Linked DNA regions of Hordeum vulgare: region 1 is linked to region 2. Evidence: chromatin contacts called from public Hi-C data. All regions are on one chromosome and are shown on one strand. The core of a region is the stretch at or near the end of the contact, and the rest is flanking DNA. Distances in the headings are between cores, read along the strand shown.

Region 1 (3,652 bases), core at 795-3,294, 460 kb after region 2:
TACTTTCGTGGATGATGCTCGTACCTTCCTACAAGACTTGATGGCCAGCGATATTGTTGTGAACGATGGTTAGTTCTATGGCAAAAAAATATGCTTCAAAAAAATCTCTCACTCCTCTTTTTTTTTTAATAATAAATATGTATCTGTAAGTTTATTCAAACATGAGAATAGTTATAGGTACAATGCTTTGAATAAAAAATATAAAAGATAACAAAGTAGCTTCTACAACCACTAATTACAATGAAATTCCAGAGGCACACCTTGTTGGACGCAACAGTGACTTTGTGAAGTGAAGTCACGTTGCGCCTCAGCCCCCAACATCCAACACTCAAGATTTATTGGGGGGCATCCTCTGGCTCGTTCAAATACTGAATGTTGAACGCTTGCAAATTTCAATGCTACGTTGGTTATTTTTTCCTTCCCTGGTTGTTTCATACTTTCAATATTTTATACTTTTAAAATTTCAATGATATGCTATAGAGACACTGAATGCTAAATGCTTGCAAATTTCAATGTTATGTTGTTCATTTTTTTCCCTTGTCTAATGGGAGTGGTTTTTGCATTTTGCAACCGTTTCTGTTTTTCGTTTCATATTACATTCAGCGATGAAATAAATTTTGCGTGAAAATATTCAGGTTGGAGTTTCCAGTGCATCCTTGCAAGCTGAAAGCTATTAAGTATTGGTGTTTTTTTGACTTGCATGAATCCTGACTGTTATATCTAGAATGAGTGATGGACGTTGGGGGCTAAGGCGCAGCGTGACTTCACTTCACAAAGTCACTGAAGCTGCGTCCTATCTTGTCTGTGCCAATAATTTTTGAAAATGAATTTCTCCCAAAATTTTAAATAAAATACGGTAACTAAACCAGAGTAGTGACACTAGTCACACTACTACTAGTAGAGGTGTACAAATTTGATTATCGATAAATGTTTTAGAAGTTAATTTAGAAAAAAAGATAAATGTTTCAGAAGTGCAGCCTCTCGTTCCATGCATGGGACACACTATTCTGAGCAAAAATTAGCGTGTCGCTTATGTATTGGGCCCGAATGAGTTGTCAAATTTGTTAACTGAATCCACTACCTTTGCACACTGACTTTTCCCTCGAAGAAAGAGGGAGGGAGTGGCCTCTGCAAGTCCTAGTCAGGCGTGCCCGTTCCCGCTCAATATATCGGTCGCCGTCGATAGCCTGTGCGAATGGTTGACAGTTTGACACTTAATGCGTCATATCATTTTCTCTTGGAAGATCCTATTGGGCGCTCATTGTATCTAACAAGCAGCGCAGACTGTATCATTTTTTTTCTTTCTGAAAAAGCATATTTATGAAACATTTGCGAACAATTTTGAAACATGATTTATTTTCATTTTTGGAAGCGCGAGCAATTTTGGAAAATTATGAACATTTTATAAAATTTCATTTTTGGGAAAACAAACACTTCTGGAAATTCTGACCATTTTAATTTTATTTACGAACAACTTATGGAATTCCAACTTTTTTGTAAAATGCAATATTTTTTTCTGAAAATTTGTTCTTCTATTTTTTGAGAAAGTTTTCAATATCCGAACATTTTTTGTTTTTTAAAGCAGGTTTTAAAATTCCACACATTTTTTGAAAAATTCATACAGTTTTTGAATTGGAAGAAAAAGAGAGGAAAAAACCAGTAACTAAAAATAGAAAATATGGTTAGGGGAGCCCTAGGTGCGCCGCCGCTGCCACTGTCGTTCCGCTGCCTACATGGCGTCGTTCTTGTCGCTGTTGGTGTTCACTCTTTATCACACTTTCCTCCTCGTGTTCCTTCTCATCTCGTGACCTACATGCGCCACCGCAACCTCTGCTGTCTGCTCCGCGAAGGAGGAGCACGTTTTTATGAATTTTTTGAGCATAGTGAAGGAGTAGCACCTGAAAAGCAGAAGGAACGGATTTTCTCTTGAACGGATATATATCAGACAGCAAAGCCGGGCTTTTATTTTTCGAGCGGCGGGCCGAAACCCAGAAGGCCCAAGGCCCAAGCCCTCCCCACTCATTTAATCCCCCCTCACCCTCGTCCCCTCCCATCGGCGGCAACACAATCATCAACCCTAATTCGCAGCCTGGGCGCCACCGCCTCCTCGACCCCCTTTCCCTCGAAACCCACCTAAAATCCTAGCCCTGCCGGCCGCCATGGCGTCGGCGGGCGAAGCGAGCGCGGCGGCGGAAGCCACGGAGGGGAAGAACTGGCGGCGGAAGGGGAAGCACGAGAAGGAGAAGCCGTGGGACGATGACCCCACCATCGACCGCTGGACGGTGGAGAAGTTCGACCCCTCCTGGAACGAGGGCGGCCTGCTGGAAGTCAGCTCCTTCTCCACCCTCTTCCCCCAGTACCGAGGTGCCCAATCCCGTCCTCACCCTCACCTCACCCTCGTGCGATTCGTTGGGGGTTCGCTGTAGTTACCTGATCTGCTGAATCCGTGGATTGACACGGCTTGTTGTTTGGGGGTGCAGAGAAGTATCTGCAGGAGACGTGGCCGATCGTGAAGGGCGCGCTGAAGGAGTTTGGAGTCTCATGCGAGCTCAATCTGGTATGCCACTAGTCAGTAGTTACGGTTGTTTGGACCTTGGAGTGTTCTTGATTTGAAGTAGTGACACGATTCTGCTGTATTTATATTGATTTTGCGCATAGGTGGAGGGATCCATGACGGTTACCACCACCAGGAAGACCAAGGATCCCTACATTATTCTCAAGGCCAGGGACCTGATAAAACTCTTGTCACGAAGTGTCCCTGCACCCCAAGTATGCCTTGTTTCTGTTACCAAGCCCTTTAACTGTTATCCAGTTTCTGTCCTATGCTTATTGGAGGCTGTATTGAAATTGTGAGGGACAGTTGCTCATGGTGTTCATGTCCAATTGTTTCATTTGCCACATGTGATCTACTTGTGCGTGCACCTATTGTTATGTCACCAACACACCTTGACGCCTTGTTCCGGAGTGGTTTCATCCATGAACTTCTATTGTGTTTCCCTGCAGGCAATTAAAGTGCTCAATGATGAGATGAACTGTGATATTATCAAGATTGGTAGCATCATAAGAAACAAGGTACACTTTGTTTCATTGTTCAAGCTCAGCTATATACCTCTTGGTTCGTTTGAAGGGATTGCTTTGATTATATCTTGATTACATTAATACTCCGCTAGGAGAAACTTTGCAACGACAAGATTTGCATTGCCGAAAGTAAAATATGACGGTACCAATCACATAAAGATACCATAGAACCATTTTATGGTACCACTAATACTAGATAACTAAGGTTTGAACTCTACTAAAAAGTCAGTGTATAGTTTATATTTTTGTCTGTTCCATATTTGGTAGTTCATCTGTCCAAGCCTCTATTGTTCCCATGTTTATAGATTTAATGGTTGGGATTTCATTGTCATTCAGATGAATATATAAGTTACATACCCCTTTGTCACAGTCACATGTTGCACTTAGGGTGTGTTTGGTTTCTGTCACCAAGTGGAACAGCACGGTTCCGTTCCTAGGGCTGATTATCGTGTTTGGTTGATTTAAGGAACCGGAACCCACTCGTTCCTGGAATTGGCATATTCGCTGTTTATGCCGTTCCGCGCGGTCTCTCCAAATCGAGTGGACCACGCGGAACCGCTCCTCTTCCTCCCGT
Region 2 (3,313 bases), core at 400-2,899:
AAAACATTAGGGCTGGTGTACCAGCCGAAAAGAAATAACAAGTGGCAAGACGTGTTAATAGTACAAAGAGCCATTTCTAGTAGAGTACATGTACGGTGTCATGTTTAGAATTTTTTGCCACGGCCCCAATGGAGAGCCCTCAACTAGACTCAATAGTTAATGAACACATACATATATATCCAAATGTACAAAATCACACTAATTTAGTAAAACCAAATTTATATCTGAAAGAAATGAAGTTACTATATCGTATCTAGTTACTATGCTTCAGTTATAGACAGAGAGTGATTGAACTGCCTATCTTAACTTTTATCCTATTACCACCAGAAAAGGTTTCTTTGTCTGAACAGTCATTTCTTCTGTAGCAACATAGATACTACATATACTACAGTCATCATCAGTCATATGACTACTATCTCAAAAACCATCAGGAGAATCAGAATGCAGCATAATTCACCAACTGAGTCAACTGTTGCTCAATCCAAAATAAAATAAAAACCAAGCCATGTTGCTCAATCCAAAACAAAATACAAATCAAGGACATGTTGCTCAATCCATAATGCTTTAACAGCTGTTGCTGTAATCTTGTAACTGAAAAAGAGAATAGCAGACCAAATGTCCAAAATCACACTAATTTAGTAAGGAAGCGGTACCGGATTCTTCTTCAGCTCGTCTTCATTCATACCCATCCCTACGATCTTCTCTTGCTTGTACCCGGCTGGATAATGGCTCACCTGGATAAAGCGGAAACCAGTAAGCCACTTGGCAAGAAAACGTTGAGATGAGCGTGATAACATGCGAACTCCAAATTCCTACCCACCCAGCTACTGCACATGTCCAGGATGGCCACGCCAGGAGTGTTGCTTGGAGGAAGAGCTTGCGAGTAGTACTTTGTGAGCGCCCTGATTGCTTGGTCATCAATGTGCGTCACAAAACGGGGAGCTGAGTAGAACTCAGTATCTGATGACCTGCCAAGTAGCAAGAACGCATCATACATCATCGGGGCATCAGATCATACAAATAGATATAAGAAGTAGCAAAGAATCATAAGCCACTGGCTAAGGAATCCCGGAAAGTGTGCTCTGCCACTTACTCGTCGAAGCGGCTGAAGTCTTCGGGCTTGAAAGGGAACTCGTCCGGCCACTCGACATCCTTCAAAATCTGCGAAGCACGAAAGACAGTTCGCACAGCTCTGAAGGCATGCCGGTGCCCCGCCGCGCGCACGGCGGCGCACTAGGACTCTAGGAGGAAGCAGAGAAAGGGTGACGCATACGACGAAGACGAACCTGTTCGACAGGGGAAACCCCCTGCCTTGGCCGCGCCGCGGCCACGAACGAGCGGGATGGGGCACCACCGGAGGCCATGCGGGCGAGCTGGTCGACGAAAGCGGCGCCGAGGCCGAGGAAGACGCGCCGCGCTGCCTGCGGCGGCACCGGAGGGCGGCGGGCACGTGGGGCGGCGGCGGCGCGGGCGCGAAGCGTCCTAGCGCGGGACCTTCTCAGAGCGACGAGGAGTAGGTCGGGGCGTGGCGCGAGGGTGGCCATGGAAGGGGGGACGGGCGGGCGGCGGCGGTTAGGAGGGGGGCGCGAGTGCGACGCGGTGCCGCCATGTCTGTGTGTTATGCTGCTGGTGCGCCCAAGAGAGGCGTCGTGGCGCCACGCGCGTCGCAGAGGCAGAGACGTATCTGCCCGTGGAATGGATTGGGGTTTGGTTTGGCTCGTTCGTTGGCTGCTGTGGACGCCTGTCGTGCGGGCCCTGTTTGATCCCCTGCGGTGACGCATTCGCCATAGTCATAGACAAGCACTACCACCTCCTCGCACTCTCGGCCGCTCGCCACGGACGACGCATCGATGCTCGACGTCATTGCCGGCTTAGCCTCCCTAGCCTCCACCATCGACAAGCCCCACGCCATCCGTAAAACGGCATCGTCCACCAAGAAGAAGGGGCAGACGGACGTGTAGCGAATCGTGCAATCGTCCAAGAGGGCTAGCCACAGAAAGGTGGAGGCTGACAACCTTAAAACAACAGTCGTCATGACTGCCCTTCGCCGTTGTCACACAACAGGAGGCTACCATCACGGAGGACAACACCTTCGTCATATTGTGCTTCCATCGTCTTGGTGAAAGTCTTGTGCTACTATACGCAGAAGATCATCGCATCTTGCTTAGATAGATTTGTCTAGTATCACTCGCTATATTATCATTCAGTTATATTTCCATGTGATTCTCTTTGGTGCAATGACTATCTAGTTTATTCCACTGTTGTGTTTGGTTTTTCTTTGAAGTTTCGAAAGAAATTTTAATCTCATTGATCCCCCTCTGGTCGATATACTCACGGTCCTAACATTGTCGTGGTGTTCTCACGAGAGATGTCATGGGATGCTTAACTAGTGTGGTCGGGGCCAAAGGATGCTGGTGGGTTTCGGGAGCGAGATTGGGGATAAGAGGTGCGAGACACACGATGTACCCAGGTTCGGGACCCTCCGTGGAAGGTAACAACCCTAGTCATGTTTGATAAAATATATGAGGGATGAGTAGTACAATGGTGCTCTTTGAGCGGTACGCCGGAGGAGGAAGAAGGAGCTAGCACTCCCTTCTTGCATCTCCCGTTTGGTGTGGGTGTGTGGGTGTGTGTTTGAGAAAGTTCCAAGCAACCCCTCAACGAGGAGGGGGGCTGGGGGGGGGGGTTATTGGTCAACCCCAGCTTACACTGTGTGACAGAAAAGGGGGGTGGGCATCGGCAGGCAGTCTCTCTAGCCTGTTCTGGGCCCTGTTGGTTGCCAAGTCTCGTCGAAGGTAGGGCCCACCGGTTGCAGGGTCCCGTTGTTGGAGGGGCCCGTCGACTAACTATAAATATAGCCACGCGCCTATGGCATCTTTGAATGGTTGGCACTGTGTAGCCACAGTGTCGTGTCGCTCGGTCACCGTCTGTTGGAAATATGCCCTAGAGGCAATAATAAATTGATTATTACTTAGTATATTTCCTTGTTCATGATAATCGTTTATTATCCATGCTAGAATTGTATTGATTGGAACCTCAAATACATGTGTGGATACATAGACAACACACTGTCCCTACACTACAGGAATCAGCTTCTTTGCCGTCTGCCATCACAGACGGCAAAGACTAAATCCCGGACGGCAAAGAGAAAACCACAGATGGCAAAGAATCTCACGGCCGGCAAAATTTCTGCGTCAGCCTACGACAGCATAGGACCTTCTTTGCCGTCTGTCCCCCCAAAGCGGACGGCAAAGCTCTTTGCCGTCAGCTTTCCTTAGGAGCAGTCGGCAAAGTGTTCGAGACGGCAGCCGAC

What was found. Hi-C and Micro-C count contacts between places; a contact is called where the count stands out from the background.
Region 1: a contact with region 2 is called in a Hi-C map of seedling, with 10 times the contacts expected there. The contact joins the promoter of LOC123444261 here to the promoter of LOC123444259 in region 2. A contact is called at or near these places in 2 of 6 Hi-C or Micro-C datasets (leaf and seedling).

The regions. Positions count from the first base shown.
Region 1 is chr3H:460,996,969-461,000,620 of MorexV3_pseudomolecules_assembly, forward strand. It overlaps LOC123444261 (KRR1 small subunit processome component homolog), which reads left to right and starts at 2,045. Exons shown (of 12, transcript XM_045120927.1): 1 at 2,045-2,364; 2 at 2,481-2,557; 3 at 2,659-2,769; 4 at 3,004-3,072. The coding sequence starts at 2,160.
Region 2 is chr3H:460,535,687-460,538,999 of MorexV3_pseudomolecules_assembly, forward strand. It overlaps LOC123444259, which reads right to left and starts at 1,650. Exons shown (of 8, transcript XM_045120924.1): 1 at 1,287-1,650; 2 at 1,094-1,161; 3 at 821-968; 4 at 654-734. The coding sequence starts at 1,544.